Linked DNA regions of Sus scrofa: regions 2 and 3 are each linked to region 1. A link is a contact called in public Hi-C and promoter capture Hi-C data. All regions are on one chromosome and are shown on one strand. The core of a region is the stretch at or near the end of the contact, and the rest is flanking DNA. Distances in the headings are between cores, read along the strand shown.

Region 1 (4,285 bases), core at 1,149-3,648:
CTGAGCTAGGGGTTGAATAAGAGCTGCAGCTGCTGGCCTACTCCACAGCCAGAGTGACGCCAGATCTGAGCTACATCTGCGACCTACCACAGCAGCTTGTGGAAAGGCCAGATCCTTAATCCCCTGAGCAAGGCCAGGGATTGAACTCATATCCTCACGGATACCAGACAGGTTGTAACCCACTGAGCCACAATGGGAACTCAGACTGTAAATACTTAACATGAAGCGTTAAGGCAACAGAAGCATAGCAAGAAAAATCTTGGAAGATACATGGTTTTACTTGCTTGGGGCAACAGACATTTTCCATTTAGCAAATATTTATCAAATACCAATCATGTGGAAGGCTGTGCAACTTGCTATTAGCAAAAAGTCACATTCAAGTTCTATAAATCCAACAGAAAAATGTTCATCCTTTTGCACTGCAAAAACAAAACCCAACAAAAACACACACAACACTCCCTTTGCAATGTGGACTCCTCCCTTGAGTTCACCTTCTGTACATTCAAGTGTTTGTAGACCCAAAGGTTTTAAGTACTTTAACAATTATGCAGAGTTTAGGTAGAGTAACATTACAAAGACAAACCCTCTATTCTGTTCACGATCCTGTTGCTACTTAAAGTAGAAATGGAGAGTGTGAAATCAGAGAAAAGGAAAGGATGAAAAAGTAGAATGCAAAACTGAGAAAGTAAATTGTGATGGTGACTGTATTAATGAAGACAAACTTTATTCAATGGGGGGGACTCTGAAGTAGTTATGAGTATTTCATATAAATGGATACAATTCACAAGTGTCAAATATCAGTCTTGCAAGAAAGTAACCGTGTAACACTGTTAATATCACAATTTTAAAAATTCTTGTCTACTTTGTTCTGAAGTTTTATTTTCTTTTTAAAAGGGGGGGCAAAAAAAAAGAAAAACAAAAAAACAAAAAAAAGGAACAAACAGAAACCACCCAGAGCTGGCGACTGCGACAAGCCAATCAGACACCCAGGCTTTCAGGGTCATGCCTGGCTTTGGGATGGATGTCGGCAAAGTGAGTCCTGGAACCACCCATCACGTCCCACACCCAGATCCCAAGAAAGCAGCAGTCGCGGCAGAGGCCAGATACGCACAGGGGCTGGGAGGGTCCGGGCCGCTTCAGACGTGGAGGGGCCCTCGGGGCTGCCCCTCGGGGCGGAGGTTCACGCAGAGGTAGTGCGGTCGTGATCCCGGCGGCCAGGCCTGGGAAAGCGCCGGGGGCGTCCCGGGCTCGAGGACACCTAGCGCTCGCGCGGGACGCCTTGTCATGAGTCACGGAGGCGAGAAAGCTGGAGGGCGGGGGAAGAGGCTGCAGGATGGAGGGAAGCCCGACCCTCCGGAGGGAAGCGAACAGACCAGGAGGCCCTGACCTCACGCGGGGCTGGAAAGGGGGGGGGCTACCCACCCACGCCCTGCCCTCACCTCCAAGCGACGCAACAGGCGCGGCAGCCGGGTCCCGACCCCGGGGTCTGCGGGCTGGAGGGGCGGGGGCAGCTGCCCGCAGCCATGACAGGCGCGGGGCGGGCCGCGAGCAGGCAGGGCCGCACGTGCGGGCAGCGCCCCCTCCCCGGGCTCCCCGCGCGCGTACGCACGCCAGCCCCCGGGGGCCGGCCCCTCACCTCCTCGGCGGCGGCGGCGCGACCGGGCCTGCCCCGACCCCCCTACCCCGGCCGAGCGGCGGCGGCGGTGGCGGCGGCACGTACTCACCGCCGCTCGCGGGCTCTCGGGCTTCGCCATGACTGAGGCGCCCCCGCCGCCCCCCGCTTCGACCGAGACTGACACGCGCGGCTGGCCGGGCGGGGACGGCCTCAAGCGACCACCCGGCTGACAGAACCCGCCCCCGCCTCTCCCCACCAGTTGAGCAGCGGCCGCTGCCCCGCGGCGCCCTCGGGCTTCCTCCCGACGCCTGGGGCGGCGGGTGGCAGCAACGGGCGGCGGCGACACTTACCGGCGGCGCGGCCAGGCCCCCCTGTCAGCGCGGGGCCGGGAGGGAGACGAGGGAGGAGTGAAGGGGCACCGCCTCCCCCGCGCCGCCACGCACCCGCCTGATTGGCCCAGTTCACTCCCCCAGCGCGACCCCACCAGCCCCTGCGAGCGGCACTCCGGCAGCACCGGTGCGCCATTTGCATATTTGTGCCCGCACCGCTGATTGGCCCGGCCTCCGAGGGGCCGCTGACACTGCCGCGGCTGCCGCCGCCGCTCCTGCGGCGTCAGGCGACCCAAGAGGGAGGGTCCCCTCCGCTGCTCCCCTGCCCGCAAGGTCCGGCCAGACCTGGGACGAAGGGCGGCGGGAGGCGGGGTCGCCGCCTGGCTCCAACATGGCCCCTCCGCGCCGCCGACCCAATCGCCGGTGCGGTTACTCCCGGAGCCCTGGGCGGCCTCGGGGCGGGGAAGTGTTGGGGCCGGGCGCCCTCTGGCCGGAGCGCGGGGCAGTGCAGTGGCCCGGGCTCTCCTCGCCTCCCCGCCGCGGCCGCCACGTCAGGCCGCACCCTCGCGGCGGCCTCTCCCCTCCCCGCGGCCCCGCCGCCACGTCAGGCCCGGCAGGCACGCCCTGGCCGCGAGCTGACCGGTGGCGGGGTCGGCGCCGAGGTCATTCACACGCTGGGCATCTCCCCGCCAGCGTGGGCAGCCGAGGAACCGCGAGGGTTTCCAGAGCCTCCCTCTTGACACCGCCGTGGCTTTGGACCCGTGTTCTCTTTTCGTGGGACACGCCTGTGCTGCAAAATCGGGAGCAAGGAGATTGTCTCCAGAGATGATGCCGCGATTCAGTCCAGGTGCTTAAGCACCTGCCGCTGTAAAAGGGGCCAGGCTAAGGATAGACCCAGCCTGAGTCCTGATCTAGAGAGAGTGTGCACCTCAAGTGGTGGAGGGCTGGGGTTGACACCTAGTCTTCCGATGCTCAAAGCCGTGTTCTAAATTGTACAGCTGTGGTAGGAAATAAAGAACACATTCTCCTCTCCAAAAAAAAATTTAAAAAGGAAGGGGAGAGAGGTGGTGACCCTGGTCCAGGAGTAGGGAGCGTACCAGAAACCACTGGCCTGCGAAGGTGTGGGCATACCTGGGTTCCCTGTCGGTCTGTCACTAATTAACTGAGTGACCTACATTAAATCATAACATATCCCAGGGCCTCCGTTTTCCCTTCTGTAAAATGAAGAGGCTGGACACATTTTCTAAAAGCCTTCTGGCTCTAAAATTCTACCATCTCTCTCTTTCAGGCCCTGAGCTGGCTTTATGCCTGATTAAAACGTTCCAATGACAGAATACAAAATAATGGAATGTTAAATCTTCAGTCGGCCTACCTTATGATTGCTAGAAACTGTTTACCGTTTCAAATCCTTGAACGGTGATATTTAACATTCACCTTACAGTTGACAGAAATCTTCAGTCTCCACGAAGAAACGAGAGCACTATCACTGTGCTTGTTTGTGCCTGACCAGAGTGGACTGGCGGTGGTACACAGAGTGCTAGTTGCCAAGTAATTTCATTCTTTAAAGTCCCCCAGGAAGCTCCCCTGAGTAGATCAACACAACTCTGTTTAACTGAGGTACTGAAGGGGCTGGGAGAAAACCCTGAGAGAGAAGTTACAATTACAGTTTCGATTCCACTAAAGGATACTTACTAACAACCACATACTAGGATAAATGCACAGAAACAGTTCATTTCCCAGATCCTTACACTACTTATTTGAATACCACCTTAGTTTGCAAATTCAACCTGTTGAGTCAAATCCAGGGCCAGTAATACCTTATTTATCTGGCATCATAGGAAAATAAGATATTCCATTGAAATGGGAACTTTACCTATTTATACTACTTTTCTCCCCAAGAAAACTCACGATTTCTTGAATATAGCTCTTTGAAAAACACTTCCACTTGGTGATTAAGGAGCATCATTATCAGAGTTCCCCTCGTGGCTCAGTGGTTAACCAATCTGACTAGGAACCATGTGGTTGAGGAGTTCGATCCCTGGCCTCACTCAGTGGGTTAAGGATCTGGCGTTGCCATGAGCTGTGGTGTAGGTCGCAGACAGGGCTCGGATCCCATGTTGCTGTGGCTGTGGTGTAGGCTGGTGGCTATAGCTCTGATTAGACCCCTAGCCTGGGAACCTCCATATGCCTCAGGTGAGGCCCTAAAAAGACAAAAAAAAAAAAAAAAAAAAAAAGAAGAAGAAAGAAAGAAGCATCATTATCATTACCAACATTACTGCATTCTAAAATTATGCAGATCTACTTGTCCCTACAATAAGTGACCTGTAAAATGCTGTTTTAT
Region 2 (4,334 bases), core at 166-2,665, 42 kb after region 1:
CAGACACATCTCTTCATTTTTCCAGACTGGAAAAAGCTGTTGGGGCTGTGTGCATTTGCAGAGAGTCACGGTATTTACTACGCTTCCTGGCGCGACAGATTTCTTTCTGTCGTTCAGTCAAACGCAGCTTGTATTTTTCAGAGCCGGGGCTGAACAGACCGTGGAGGCTCTTCCCCCACGTTGCGTTCAAAAACACATCACGAGGGACTCAAAAAGCCCGGCTCAGACGGGTGGCGGGAGCAGGTGGGGGGAGCATGTTGGAGGGATAAAGACCCATGTTTAGACAAACAGTGTCTTCCCCTTGCAGGGGTTGAACCGCACTCTATTTTCCCAGCACACATTGCTTTTTGGAGCAGCTGGACTAGAAACTGATTCCTGCACTTTGCATGTGACTCTCGGTTATCTAAATCGATGGTGGCGGGTGGTTCAGGGAAATGGCAATTTTTTAAAAAGTGGCTAATAATTATAATAATATTAAAAAATCCCTTCTGGCCAAAATATGCCTATCCAGAGACAGTTGTCTGTTGAACCACTGTATGCTAAGACCCAACAGACAGTAGTTAAGCATGTATCATGTGCATGGCACTGTGCTGGGGGTGGAAGTGTCCAGGCTGACCACAGTTTAACATGCTCGTTACCTCTTTGGTGAGAAACAGCGTGTGAGCCCGCCCAATGGCTTCACAGTCAATGCTGGCATTTCAGGCACTTAGGGATGGGCCAGGTCAGCAAGGAAAGTCTTTTGGAGGTGGGGGAGGGGAGATCTTTCCCAAATCCCTTCATATCACACTCCCAGGTTCCTGTATGTGTATTGCCAGCCAAGCCACAGCACTGGGAGAGTCGTCATCAAATCTTGCTCAAAACCCCAGGGTCATGCTGCCCGAGAGTCGGAATTTCATCTTCCGAGATGACATATTCAGGCAACCTCTGACCTCTCCAGCCAGGGGGCAGGGTAAATAAACAGACAGCCCGGATGACGCAGGTTAGCGTCACCTGATGCAATGGGATTGAACCTCTAACCTCGTCCGCTTCTCGGATTGGCAAAGCACAGAGTGATCGCGCATTAATTTAAAGAGAGAAGGGACTCACACAGACTTCTCAAGCCTGCTTTTGAGCCAGGAGCCATGGGGGATTAGAGGGGTGGAGGCAAGTGGAGGAAAGTAGGGGAGGGTCTTTAGGGGACCGAGGGAGTCGGGGAGGCTAGGAATTCTGCACAGTCCAAGGTGACTATGCCAGATGCAGCGCAGTTTTTTTTTTTTTTTTTTCCTTTCAAAAGACTATTAAGGGGTTCCTTTCCAAAGTGGAAATGCAGGGATGGAAAAATGAGTTTCAGTTGCTATGGAAATAGGAGTTGGCTGGGGCAGCAGCTGGAATGGAGTGAGTGGCCAGGAACCTGGCCCTGTGACAGATGAGGCTTCCGGCTGGGGATAAGACAACAACAGGCTTTAGCAGGAAGGAGAAGGAGGAAAGAAGCTAGAAAAGGAGACAGAGACCATGTCTCCAGACACTGGAGCCTATGAATTCTGCAGACACTTGGAGTGATACAGACAGGGGTGTGTGTGCGTGAGTGTGTGGTTGTGTGGTATGTGCATCCCCAAAGGCCAAAAAAAACCCCCAAAAAGCAAACGAGAAGCAAAATACATCCAATGCCTGAAAAAGAAGGGAGTTTCACCAGAGACCCCGAGGTCAAGAAAGCCCCTAGATAGTTGAAGGACTAAAGAGGAGAGGCTTGCCTTTTGGAAGCCTTCCAGGAGGTTGGGGGAAATGCCTGAATGGGGACTTGCCCCCCCACCACACTCTCATCACCTTTTGTCTTCACATAACCCTTCAAACTGAAACTGGGGTGGGCCAGATACACAGCTGGCAAAATCCCCATGGGGTTAGCAAGACTATGGGTGTGGGTAAGGTGGTTGTTCTATTTCATCTGTACCTCTGGGTGACTGCTTTTTTTCCAAGTAGAAAGAATCCATGACCCTGGGACTCTGGGGTCTTCTAGCCTGAGGCTTTGAAGGAGTCTGGATGTTCTTAGCATCACATTCTAGGAAGATGCTTTGATTAGGTCTATGATGACGTAAGGCCCTTGGCTGGATCCCTCAGCAGGACCCTCCTGAGGGAATATTATGGCATCCCCACTTCTAACTCAGAAAGAACCACCACCCAGGCTCTTTCCTCCCATCGAAGGGGGGGCGGTGAGTAGACAGGGAGACCTCACATTCATGAAGGGACTCAGGCTTTTGACATTATATAATTCTATCACTCTCTGTATATATGCTGTCCTTGAGAAACACTGAGAGGATCATACAGTTTATTTATTTATTATTATTTTTTGGCCATGCCTGTGGCATGCAGAAGTTCCTGAGCCAGAGATTAAGCCTGTGCCACAGCAGTAACCAGAGCCATAGCAGTGACAACGCCAAATCCTTATCCCTCTGAGCCACCAGAGAACTCCTATACAGTTTAATTTGACCACCATTCTGGTATCCTGTTTTGTATTTCTTTGTTTTTAAATATGTCAGGAGCCCCAAAAAGTGGAAGTGAGCACAGAAAAGAAGAAAATACTTTGGATGAAACTTAACCAAGGAGGTGAAAGACTTATGTGCCGAAAACTGCAAAACATTGCTGAAAGCAATTAAAGAAGATACAAATAAATGGAAAGACATCCCATGTTCATGGATTGGAAGACTTAATTTTAAGATGACAACACTACTCAAAGTGACCTACAGATTCAATTCAATCTCTATCAAAATCCCAATGACATCTTTTGTAGAAATAGAAATACACATACTAAAATTCATAAGGAATCTCCAAGAGCCCCAAATTGCCAATCTTGGAAAAGTAGAACAAAGTTGGTGAATTCAAATTTTATGATTTTGAAACTTACTACAAAGGTACAGTAATCAAAACAGTTTGGTACTGGTATACAGACAGACATGTAGACCAGTGGAATAGAGTGCTTAGAAATAAGCCCTCACAGATATGGTCAAATGAGTTTCAACAGGGTGCCAAAATCATTTAATGGGGAAAGGATAGTCTTTTCAACAAGTGGTGTTAGGAAAACTGGACATCCACGTGGAGAAGAATGAAGCTGAACCTTTACTTTGTGCCATATACAAAAATTACCTAAAATGGAACAAAGACCTAAACATAGGATCGAAAACTATAAACTCTTATGAAAAAACATAAAGGAAATGGCTCATGACATTAGAGTTGGCAATGATTTCTTGGTTATGACAGCAAAAGCCCAGGCAAGAACAACAAAAAAATAAGTAAACAGAACTTCATCAAAAATGAAAGCTTCTGTGTATCAAAGGACACCACAGAGTGAAAGGGCAGAATGGGAGAAAATATTTGCAAATCATATACCTGATAAAGGATTAATATCTAGAATATACACAGAACTCCTACAACTCAACAACAACAAAGCAAACAACTCAACGTGATTCAAAAAAGGCTCAGTGGGTTAGGAATTTGAACGCAGGGGCTCCGGTCACTGTGGAGGTGCAGGTTCCATCCCCAGCCCAGTAGAGTGGGTTAAAGGATCCAGTGTTGCCACAGCTGCAGTGTAGGTCACCACTGTGGCTTGGATTCAATCCCTGGCCTGGGAACTTCCATATTCTGCAGCTGCACCATAAAATTAAAACAAAACAAAGGCAAAAGACTTGAACAGACATTTTCCCAAAGATATTCAAATGACCACTCAGTACCTGAAAAGATGTCCAACACCTCTAATCATTAGGAAAATGCAAATCAAATCTACAATGAGATCCTATTAGAATGGCTGTTACTGGAGTTTCCACTGTCCTCAATGGGTTAAGAATCTGACATGAGGATATTGGCCTGATCCCTGGCCTCAGTGGGTTAAGAATCTGGTGTTGCTGAAAGCTGCGGCATAGGTCTCAAATGTGGCTTGGATCCAGTGTTGCCTGGCTGTAGCAGAGGCCAGGAGCTGCAGCTCCGAGTCAACCCCTAGCCCAGGAACTTCAATATGCTACAGGCACAGCAATAAAAAGGGGGAAACCCCCCCCCGTAGAATAGCTATTATTGAAAAAAACAAAACAGAAAATAAAAAATAACAACTGTTGGCAAGGATGGAGGGAAATAGGAACCACTGAGCATTGCTGGTAGGAATGTTACATAGTGCAGTCACTATAGAAAATACTAGGCAATTCTTCAAAAAATAAAATGCCAGTTACTTTCTGATCTGTTCCGGATAGGTACCCAAAAGAATTAAAAGCAGGGATATTTGTACACCCATGTCCATAGCAGTATTGCTCATAATAACCAAAAGGTGGAAGCAGCCCAAGCAGATAAGTGGATAAACCAAACGCTGTACATGG
Region 3 (4,889 bases), core at 1,181-3,680, 58 kb after region 1:
TTATGTGTGTTTCTGTTTCAAGACCCCTTATTTAAATATGTACTGTTGAGTAAATCAACTATAATTAAAAAACTTTTGTAAAATAAATATATGCCATTGATTCGTTCACAATGAATTCACAGCCAGTACCACTACAACCCATGCCTGAACAAAGCGTATCTAACATGCATTTTCTCTATAAGGCACATGGCAGCCTTCATGTGCTTAAGGGTGCTAGACACTATATTCGGGGGTGATTTTTAAACAGCAAAATCACCAACACGAAGCACAAAAATGCAAAACGAAACAAAACAAAAAACCATGGCACTAAACAGACCACAAAAAGGACGCTTGTTTATAGTTCTCGGAGCTGAAACAAGAAGGCAGAGTGACATCTTGTTTTGATCTCAGCTGGGAACATGTGTGTTGGCAACTGAAATTTTTGGCCACACTGTTCACATCCATGTATGACCATGAAAAGTGCTACAGATACTGATTTGGGGGTTACAAATAAATTTGAGTGAGTGGGAGAATTGGTAAATACACAATCTGCAAATAATAAGAACCTACTGTACTTTCTTCTCATTTCTCTCATTTGCTAGTGTGTAAGTACACTGGGGGCTGGTTCACCTCTTACCACTTTATCTCTAGCATCTGGAAAATTGCCTGGTACATAGTAGGCCCTCAGTAATCAGTACCGTTTATGAACGCATGAGTCAGTTCAGCGAAAGTGCTTTGGCAGAAATGACAGCTAGTGTTTACGGAGGAGACACTATAAGCTGCCCTGTGTGAAGTGCTTTTTCTATGTTCTCTCCATCAATAAGGGAAACAGCAGATTATTGCACTTTTTTTTGGTCTTTTTTGTCTTTTTAGGGCTGCACCCGTGGCATATGGAGGTTCCCAGGCTAGGGGTTGAATCGGAGCTACAGCTGCCGGCCTACACCACAGCTATAGCAGCTTGGGATCTGAGCCACATCTGTGACCTACACCACAGCTCACAGCAATGCCAGATTCTTAATCCACTGAGCGAGGCCAGGGATTGAACCTGTGTCCTCATGGATGCTAGTCAGATTTGTTTCGGCTGAGCCATAAAGGGAACGCCCAGATTATTTTACTTTTGCCAGGGGCTCTGGAATCAGACTGCCTGGGTTCAAACACAGGGTCTGCCTCTTATTATTTAACCCTGAGCAAGTCTCTTGGCCTCTCTGAGCACCGGCTCCTCAGCTATGGTGAGGAGTCAGTGTGGCAATGCAGAGAAAGTATTTAGCACAGTGGCCGGCACAAGCAGACCCTGGCGGTCAATCATTCCCACAGCAACTCTCAGACCTTTCTGCTCCACTCCCATTTTGCAGATGAAGAAACTCAGGCGAGGAGTGGATCCATGAGTTTTTCAAGGGTCATCCAGCCCAGGAAGGGCTGGCTCTGGGGACTCCAAGCCCATGCTCACAACCGCTTTGCTGTATGCGCAGCATTTACTAAAATTATAATGGCAGCTCCAGGAGGCCCCCTGAACTTCCTGTGGGATCAGGATAAGGAGAACCCCCCCCCCGCAAGAGTCTTCTTTCATATTCTACATCTGTGTCTTTCTGTTCCCTGTCCACTTTCAAGTTCAACCTCTTTAGAACCAGCCCTGTGGGGAGGGAGGATGTTGGTTTGTTATCTTGGGTTTGACAGCTCAAAGGAGATGTTTCCTGTCAAAGGCATGCTGAAGAAGGAGGAGGAGAAGCAGCAGCAGCATTCTTCGCTGCAACAACTGTCGGCCGCTTTATTTTCTACAATCTTTTTAGATCAAGGGTCCTTAGACTTGATGGCTAGTTGGAATCTCCTGGGAAGCTTTAAATTTCCAGATGCCCAGGCCCCAACTCAGACCACTTACATCTGAGTCTCGGAGGAGGGTGGGGTGAGAGGGAAACGGGGCATCAGTATTTTTCAGTGCTTCCCAAGCGACTCCAACGTGCAGGCAAGTTTGAGAAATGGTGTTTTGGATCTAATGTGCACTCAGCTCCAACGCTGCAGTCGCTTTGGGTAACAGAAACTCTTTTTTTTTTTTTTTTTCCTCCTAGGACTGGCTGTTCGGGAATCTGAGCAGGCTTTCCAGAGGCACCGGCTAGTGGAGGATGTGTGTGTGCGAGAGACCCGGGGTCCTGCTCTGCCTCTAGGCCTGGCTTGGAGATGCCGGGTCTCCGGGTTCCCGCAGGCACCCACACGTGCGGCCGCGGCGACGAGTCTGGTCATCTGCGGAGACGGCCAGCGGGGCTCGGCGGCCGCCACGCTGCCCACCCCAACCACAGAGGTTCGCAGGAGACGCCCGGGGCTCAGGAATCTTACCTTGGCTGCCGGCGCTGCCCTCCAGTTCCCGGAATCCTGGGACTCGGGTTCGATCTGTCGCCGGGCTCGGCGGTCGCTCTCGTCTGCGCCGGAGAGGCGCCCACCAAGAGCTCAGGCGCCACCTAGTGGGCGAGGGGCGGCCGCGCAGGGAATCGGTTGGGAGGTGGGAGCGCAGGCGGATTCAGGCGGAAATGCAGCCCGGGCTTCCCACGTGGGCGGTTTTCCAACAAGCTGCGCACCCCGGGCACACATCCCGGCTGGGTGGGACGGCCTTCACTCCCTGAAGGGCGCTAGGACCTGAACTTGCTGAACTTTCTGTTGGGAGCTCGGAGGGGCAGCCAGACCCTGGCTGCTGGCCTGAGAGCCATCCTGGGATTTTCCTGGCCCGACTCGGGGATCTTAGCCTTTCATCCAGAAGCTTTTCAATTTGGCATAGCCTGCCCTTTAAATATGCTGGGAACATCAGAAGATGCAAGGGACCTGGGTTTCTCTCAAGGCCGGGAGGCCTTTTCTCTACTTCTCTACTAGTAACCCTCTTTTGGCCCTGCCTAACCCCCCTCCACTGCCGCCACCCCCCGTCCCCGCCCCAGCCGTTGCCTTCCTTCCCGGTTCCCTCCAGTCTCTTTGGCTGAACTTCATTAATCGCCCAGTCTGTGTCACATTCTGTAGAGTCTGGAGACACAGGTCCCTTAGGAATTGGCAAGTTGATGTTTATGTTTCTGAACCGGATGCCATTGACATTTTTTTTGGTTGGGGCCATCCTGGCACTGCAGGGCATTTAAGACCCCTAGAATAGCCACCCTTTAGTCACCGAGACAACTAAAACCAACATTTCATATTTCCAATTGTCTCCAGGGTTGGAGGAGCACTGCCCTTGACTGAGCACCTATTAATTGGTTCTCAAGGTCAGGAAGATGGTGGATTATTTTAAATGTGTACATTTCATTTATTTCTTCCTTCAATAAATGTTAACTGAGCACCTACTATGTGCCGCTTTCCTATGCACAAGGGTTATGACGCAGACTTAAGCACCTCAGAATCTCTGCCTTTGTTGAATTCACATTTATGTAACACTTATTAACACTTATTTTTTATTAATTTTTTAGTGATTTTTATTTTTTCCATTATAGATGGTTTACAGTGTCCTGTCAGTTTTCTACTGTACAGCACAGTGATCCAGTCTCTCTCTCTCTCTCTCTCTCTCACACACACACACACACACATACACACACACACACACATGCATATATATACACACATTCTTTTTCTCACATTATCCTCCATCCTGCTCCATCACAAGTGATTAGATATAGTTCCCAGTGCTATACAGCAGGATCTCCTCGCTTATACATTCCATATCAACACTTTTAACACACAAAAATGCAAAGCTATGTGATTGAGTTCTTAAGTACATGATTTTTTTTTCTTTTTTGTCTTCTAGGGCCGCACCCCCAGCACATGGAGGTTCCCAGCCTAGGGGTCTAAGCGGAGCTACAGCTGCTGGCCTACACCACAGCCACAGCAATGCCAGATCCAAGCTGTGTCTGCAACTTGCACCACAGCTCACAGCAACACCAGATTCTTAACCCACTGAGCAAGGCCAAGGATCGAACCCACGACCTCATGGTTCTTAGTCAGATTCGTTAACCACTGAGCCATGATGGGAATTCTCATGATGTTTTTTTCTTTCATTTTTTAGAGTTTTATTGAGGTATAGCTGACTTACAATATTGTGCTGTGGACTTGTTTTTCAAAAATATATCAATTTTGGGAGTTCCCATCGTGGTGCAGCAGAAGCGACTCTTACCAGGAAACATGTTGCAGGTTCGGTCCCTGGCCTCGATCAGTGAGTGGGTTAAGGATCCAGCGTTGCTGTGAGCTGTGGTGTAGGTCGCAGATGTGGCTCGGATCCCGAGTTGCTGTGGCTGTGGTGTAGGCCGGTGGCTACAGCTCCGATTAGACCCCTAGCCTGGGAACCTCCATATGCCGCAGGTGTGGCCCTAAAAAAAAAAAAGACCAAAAAAACCCACCAATTTTGGAGTTCCCATAATGGTGCAGTGGAAACGAATCCAAGAACCATGAAGTCATGGGTTCGATCCCTGGTCTTGCTCAGTGGGTTAAGGATCTGGCATTGCTGTGACTCTGGTGCAGGCCAGTGGCTACAGCTCTGATTAGACCCCTAGCCTGGGAACCTCCATATGCTGTGGTGCAGCCCTCAAGAGACAAAAAGATTAAAAAAAAAATCAATTTATATGGCGCCAAAGGCAGAGAATGCCCTGGTGTTGGAGACAATTTTGCAAAAGCAGTTTCTTCTTTTAAGGCAGTTTATCTCTGCGGAGATATCTGGGGGTAAGTTCACCAGTGGAAATATTAGAGACACTTTGTGACAGAGGCCTGTGCCAACCCCTCTACCCCCATCTGCATCTACCTGCTTAATCTTTGTCCTCTCTGTGCTGGTGTCAGGTGCTCAGAGCAGAGGAGGAGGGAGAGGTACATTGCCCACTGTACCTGTGAGCAATGCCAGGAGGGGCAAGGGGTGGGTGTGTGTGAAGGACAGGGACCAGGGAACACCTCAGCCTCTT

Evidence for each region. Promoter capture Hi-C pulls out the DNA fragments that hold promoters and counts their contacts. Hi-C and Micro-C count contacts between places; a contact is called where the count stands out from the background.
Region 2: a Hi-C map of liver shows a contact between it and region 1, with 3 times the contacts expected there. The contact joins two enhancer-like sites. A contact is called at or near these places in 1 of 5 promoter capture datasets (liver), 13 of 47 Hi-C or Micro-C datasets (alveolar macrophages, blood, embryonic fibroblasts and 6 more) and 2 of 2 datasets of contacts at active chromatin or transcription factors (alveolar macrophages and skeletal muscle).
Region 3: a promoter capture Hi-C map of liver shows a contact between it and region 1, with 6 times the contacts expected there. The contact joins the promoter of CHD9 here to the enhancer-like site in region 1. A contact is called at or near these places in 1 of 5 promoter capture datasets (liver), 17 of 47 Hi-C or Micro-C datasets (alveolar macrophages, blood, embryonic fibroblasts and 9 more) and 2 of 2 datasets of contacts at active chromatin or transcription factors (alveolar macrophages and skeletal muscle).

What each region holds. Positions count from the first base shown.
Region 1 is chr6:32,011,718-32,016,002 of Sscrofa11.1, forward strand. All of the region lies in intron 1 of CHD9 (chromodomain-helicase-DNA-binding protein 9), which reads right to left. Among named protein-coding and RNA genes, the nearest start is that of CHD9, 58 kb to the right of the region's middle. Within about 2 kb of position 2,399, at least 77 of the 83 cell types and tissues checked have an H3K27ac peak or open chromatin away from gene starts, as enhancers often do. A contact at or near this core is called in alveolar macrophages, embryonic fibroblasts, epiblast stem cells and 6 more, where this site is marked.
Region 2 is chr6:32,054,441-32,058,774 of Sscrofa11.1, forward strand. All of the region lies in intron 1 of CHD9 (chromodomain-helicase-DNA-binding protein 9), which reads right to left. Among named protein-coding and RNA genes, the nearest start is that of CHD9, 15 kb to the right of the region's middle. Within about 2 kb of position 1,416, at least 40 of the 83 cell types and tissues checked have an H3K27ac peak or open chromatin away from gene starts, as enhancers often do. A contact at or near this core is called in embryonic fibroblasts, liver, mesenteric adipose tissue and 3 more, where this site is marked.
Region 3 is chr6:32,069,545-32,074,433 of Sscrofa11.1, forward strand. It overlaps CHD9 (chromodomain-helicase-DNA-binding protein 9), which reads right to left and starts at 2,431. Exons shown (of 40, transcript XM_021094174.1): 1 at 2,308-2,431.